Regions from separate parts of the Muntiacus reevesi genome. Here region 1 is linked to region 2. The links are chromatin contacts, called in public Hi-C maps. All regions are on one chromosome and are shown on one strand. The core of a region is the stretch at or near the end of the contact, and the rest is flanking DNA. Distances in the headings are between cores, read along the strand shown.

Evidence for each region. A called contact is a pair of places that touch in the nucleus more often than the background predicts.
Region 1: a contact with region 2 is called in a Hi-C map of muscle, with 6 times the contacts expected there. The contact joins the promoter of TAF8 here to the promoter of TOMM6 in region 2. A contact is called at or near these places in 2 of 3 Hi-C or Micro-C datasets (blood and muscle).

What each region holds. Positions count from the first base shown.
Region 1 is chr20:17,584,903-17,587,602 of mMunRee1.1, forward strand. It overlaps TAF8 (TATA-box binding protein associated factor 8), which reads left to right and starts at 1,336. Exons shown (of 9, transcript XM_065912392.1): 1 at 1,336-1,383; 2 at 2,174-2,330. The coding sequence starts at 1,339. CCND3 (cyclin D3) reads right to left here and starts at 290. Exons shown (of 5, transcript XM_065912294.1): 1 at 1-290.
Region 2 is chr20:17,396,866-17,399,565 of mMunRee1.1, forward strand. It overlaps TOMM6 (translocase of outer mitochondrial membrane 6), which reads left to right and starts at 1,307. Exons shown (of 3, transcript XM_065913359.1): 1 at 1,307-1,573; 2 at 2,107-2,212. The coding sequence starts at 1,446. The coding sequence ends at 2,203. It overlaps PRICKLE4 (prickle planar cell polarity protein 4), which reads left to right. Exons shown (of 7, transcript XM_065913360.1): 6 at 1-11; 7 at 484-869. The coding sequence ends at 857.

The DNA of each region.
Region 1 (2,700 bases), core at 86-2,585, 190 kb after region 2:
TGGGGAGGTGTGTGTGTGTGTCGGGGGGGTCGCCACCTCCAGCCTCGGGGAGGGGCGTGCACCCCTCCCCCAGGCGCCCAAACAGAACCAGCCTCCGCCGCCGCAGACGCGGCGTGTTTACAAAGTCGGCGCCTCGCCGCCAATCCCGAGTTTAAAGCTGGGCAGGAAGTGGGGAAGAGGGGGCGGGGGAGACAAAGGGGCTGGGTGCTCCGCTCAGCGAAGGTTTGGGCCCCGACTCCTCCCGGCGGTCGCCCGGCGCCGCGACCCTGGCCCGCAGACCCCGCCCCACGCGCCGCAGGTGAGGGGGTGATGCGCCCCCCAGGCACAGGTGCTCCCTGCGGGCAGGCGCGGCGCAGGTTTCCAGACATCAGCCTCCGAGCGTTTTCCACTCATCCGTTCGCCACGCAGGAAATAAACATGAGGCGCTGCTGCTTGACCTCTTACTCTACGTCTGCACAGTCATAGACCATTCGTCTGTATTAACTCACCCCCCACGCCGCCATCCATCTCATCCTATCCTAGTTTTACAAGAGAGGAAACAGGCACAGTGAAGTCAGGCAATGTATCCGAAGCCCCAGAGCTGGCGAGTTCTGGGGTTCAAATCCAGCCTCTGCGTCCTGCCAAACACCCACAAACGGGGCGGTGCACGGAAGACCCCCCCCCCCCCGCGCCATCCGGAGGGGGCTGACCCGCGAGCGAACCACAGAAAACCACAGGCACCGCGTGGACACAACGGCCTGGGAGGGGCGTGCAAGCCCCCTCCCTGGGAGGGAGACGGGCAAGCAACAGCCTCCAGCCAGCGGCGCCTTCGGGCTCGCCCGCAAACACCTGCAGATTCACACAGGGCGAGAGGGCAGCGTGATGCACGGAACACCAGGATTAGGTCTGTGAAGCTCTAGTTCCAGGTGGGGCTGCGGGGACGCCAGCACAAAACAGGGTTTCCTGCTCAGGAGAATCACCTGGAGACTTAAGAATACAGATTCGCAGGCCCCTCTCCTAGAAAGCAAATCATGGGGACCCAGCGGGACCCCACACAACCATCCAGGCAAGTTCGGAGCGTCCCAGGGATGTGCTTTTCATGAAAAAGCAATTTCACTTCAAAACAGGTGTGAAACCGTGGGCTTATTTTCCGGGGCAAACTTCCGGGGCTCACTGAACCCACCGCTCACAAAAGGTCACGTGAGCCGGGGTGGGGGTGGGGGGGGGTCACCCCGTGGACCTCGCAGAGCCTCGGAAAGCTCCGCGGGGCGCGCGCCGCCCCGCCCCCTGGCTCCCGCCCCGCCCCTTGACTACAAGTCCCGTCGTGCCCCGCACTCACGCACATTACGGCAGGGCAAGATGGCCGACGCGGCGGCCACTGCCGGGGCTGCGGGCTCCGGAACGGTAAGGGCGGGAGGCAGGCGCGGGGCCGGAGCCGAGACAGTCGGGGCATTCGGCAACTTTCCCTCTACCGGGCTATGAGCCCATACCCAGAAATCCAGCCCCACCCTGAGCCCTGCGTGGAGGAGGGTCTTTCAAGACGTACCTGACTAACCCCCCCCCTCGCCCCCGCCATTCTCGAGACTTGGCGGCGGCCTCCGGAGTCGGTGGACCTGTGTACTGATTGGCCTATTCTTTGTTGGGTGGGGGGGGGGAGGGGTTGGGAACCCGGAACAGCTCCTGATTGGTCCAGCGAGGCCGCTTTCGCCTTCTTATTGGCCCGCTAAAGTTGGGAGGGATTCCCATTTCAAAATAATTTAGGTTTCCTACTTTTCCCTGTCCTCAGCATCATGTGTTGTTTGTTGCTTTGACTCTCCTCGTTAGTGAAATGGTGTGGAGATGGGAAGAACGAGAGAGACAGAGATCACTTTTTTCCTGGGTGATGGACGCGAGTTCCAATCCCATCATGCATGTTTCTTCAGCTATATATTCTGAAAATCTGCTAAAATAGAAAAAACAGCCGCTTTGTGTTACTGGAATTGTTAAGTGTTAGGTAGGCAGAAAGGCTGTCTCCGAATTTAGAACCCCTAGGATGCTCAGTTACTGTTCATTTGGCCAAGAGCTATAAATCCAAAGTACCGGTAAGTATTTAGCAAAAGAACCTTTGATTGCCAGTGACAGTATGTGAGCTCTGTAATTGCACCACTGTCCAGTGAATAAAAATGTTCTCTCTTTCTGGGCTGCTGATTCACAGAGATCAGGAAGTAAACAGTCCACTAACCCTGCTGATAACTACCATCTGGCCCGGAGGCGAACCCTGCAAGTGGTTGTGAGCTCCCTGCTGACAGAGGCAGGGTTTGAGAGTGCTGAGAAAGCATCTGTGGAAACACTGACAGAGATGCTGCAGAGCTGTAAGTACCTGGAAACAATAGGAAACAGTAGGCCCTCTTCCAGTCAAACAAACATCTGTTCTGTGTTCTGCATCATGATAGTGTTGAAAATGTTTAAAAAAAGGAAGGACATTATTAAGTGACCTACAGGCTTTAGAACAAGATAGACCTTATTAGGTCTAGGTGTAAGGATAGGTATAAGTTCTCACTCTGCCACTTAATAGCTTGGGTCAACCACTAAACTTCCTGAATCTCAATTTCCTTATTTGTGAAAAGGGTTAAAAATTTGCACATTTTGGAGTTTTGAGTATAAGTGAGATATATATGTAAAACAGTCAAAGCTGAAAATGTAAGCCCTTAATGACTTGTAGGTGGTGTTATTATTACTGTT
Region 2 (2,700 bases), core at 57-2,556:
GGCGTCCCCGGGTAAGGGAGGAGAAGGTGAAGATCAAAGGGGAAGGGGGCAGCGGCTTGGGCTGGGCTGAGGGGGGTGGTTCTCCCGGGCTGGGACCCTCACCCCGGTCCCACGCCGTCCCGCCCCTCCAGCAGCGCCCCCGTTCCCCCCACCGCACCCCCAGACCCGAGCTTCGGGGCCCGCAGCTCTCACCGCGCGTCCCTGGCCGGCGCGCTCCAAGGGCCTCCAGAACCCACCCCGCGCCGCCGTTGGGGCTGCGGCGCGGGACTCGCTCCTGGGCTGGGGCCGCGGCCGCCCTCTGCTGGGCGGAGGCGGGGAGGGGCGGGAGCCGGGAGCCGACCCACAGCGGCGGCGCGCACGGCTCGGGGCGGGGCGGGAGGCTGGGCCCGGACTGGGACTGGCTTCTGACCGCTGCCCCGCCCAAATCTGGGAGAAGGAGACTCGCGGCTCTGAGATGGGCGTTTCTGACCCCGCCCGGAACAGGAGAGGAGGGGCTCTGCAGAGTTGGAGATCCGGACTGCGCCCAGTCGAACGCCGCGATCATCTCCCGGGCAACCCTTCTCGCCACTGCCGCCAGCTCCAGTCTGGAAACACAGAGCAGGATGCTTGGATCCAGCGCAGAGCAGAAGTATCGAGCTGGGGACCACACGGAGGCACGCCAAGGGCAAGCGCAGGGCCGCCTAGAGACGCCCCTTGATCCCAAGGAGGATGCTCCCTGTCCCACCTGCTCCTCTTCCTCTGAATCGGAACCCGAAGGCTTTTTCTTAGGCCAGCGCCTTCCCCGGCCCTGGGAGACCCCGGCCCCTTTCCGAACTGAGGACAGCGACACTTCCAGGAGGCACTGTACCATTTGCTAGTGGCGCAGCCTGGAGAAAGGGGGGTTTGGGGGGTGAGGAGGATGGGATCTGTAAGGCGAGAGAGCGAGGCTCTCCTACCCCTCTAAGTCCTAGACTGAATGCCATCAGGACCAAGTCTGGGGAGGGGCGGCGAGATGACAGGTTTGAGTGCTTCCTCTCAGCCCGCGCACTTTATGACTCTTCATGGAGACTCTCGGAGAAGCCCATTCCTCAAAGCTACGCATCCCCAGCTGAGTGCCCCTGCCCCAACCCCACAGGCTGGGCGGCCCCATCCCCAGCGTCCTCCTCCCGAACCAATGAAGTGATCACTCGGAGAACACCTGTACTGTGAGCGGGTGCGCCAGCCGAAGGCCAGGAGGGAGCTGGAGGTGGAACCCGACCAGGGAGACTGGAGCGGGGCGGCGCCTCCATCCCTGGCCGAGGTGGCGGACGCGCACCCGGGAAGTTCTGCAGACGCGTGTGGGAGCGCGAGCCGCGGCGCCCTCTGTCGGCCGGTAGCCGGCGGAAGTGTGAAGCCGGAAGTTGCGTGATCTGTCGGCGCCCGCCCGGTGCGTGGTGAGCGTTCCTACGGAGCGCGGAGCTGCTGCCATGGCTTCCAGTGGGGCAGGCGTGACCGCTGCAGGCTCAGCAAATGAAGCTCCCGAAATACCAGACAACGTGGGGGACTGGCTTCGGGGCGTCTACCGCTTCGCCACCGACAGGAATGACTTCCGGAGGTAACCGAGGCCCGGGGGTCGGTCCCTCTCCGGCCCTTCGCGCGCGTTATGCGTACCCTTGGATTTCCCTTCCTCCGGGCTGGTAAATCCGATTTTTTTTTTACACCACCCACATCTTGGCCTCCTTGTGGCTCTGACTGTGCTTTGCTGAGGTCCTTGATCGGGAGGATTTCCGTGCTGCCGAAGCACTTTTTTCAGTCACCGAGCTCTGTCTAGAGAATCTGCTCATGGGGACCCTGGGGGAGGGGGCGCCAACAAACAGGCTTTTTGCCCCTAAACAAGTGTTTAATTGGCCTTTGCGTTTGACCCTGCTCTTATTAGACGTAGAAGCGAACCTTAAATAACCATGTGGTCTTGGGCAACCTATTATGTACCGATCAGTGCTCCTAAGATTCTGAAGTGCTTTTGCCTCAGGAGGGGACGGTTTCTTCCTTGGGTGATGATGGGAACCACCCCCACCCCCCAAGTCTCTTGTTAACCAAAGACACGTGACTCGGTGACCACAGGATTAATGGGATGCGTTCTTTTTCTAGGAACTTGATTCTCAATTTGGGACTCTTTGCTGCTGGAGTTTGGTTGGCCAGAAATTTGAGTGACATTGACCTAATGGCACCTCAGCCTGGGGTCTAGCCTGTGAAGGTAAGCACTAACCACTGTTCTTTCAGAAGTCCTAGAGGCTGGGAGAAGAAATAACTTAGATCAACTGTTCACAGACTAATAGGAAAGAGACTTGACAAAAGACCCTTGGCTGTTCCTAGTTAGATATGTTTCCAGATGTTGCAAGGGCTTTGAGTCTCTTAGTAATTTTTACTCCAGTAATACCACGTTTCTAATGCCACCTGTTGTCTGATTGCAGACACATGGAACCCCTGTGCTGTACTCAACCCCTTCAAAAACAGCCTCCAATCTGTGACCATCACAAGACTTGCCCTGCTGGCGGCTGAAGTTTGTTCCAGGGGGCACCTTCCCTTCCCTGCCTTCTCTTTGCTGAGTCCACTCAGGACACCCTTCTCTGGTCAGCAGGCAGCCTTCAGCTAAAGTGTTGTCTTCTGTTCTGTAAAATGCTGTACATAGTTCCTAAGTTTCTGCAGGGGATTATCTTTGCTCTTGTCCTGAGGAATAATCTA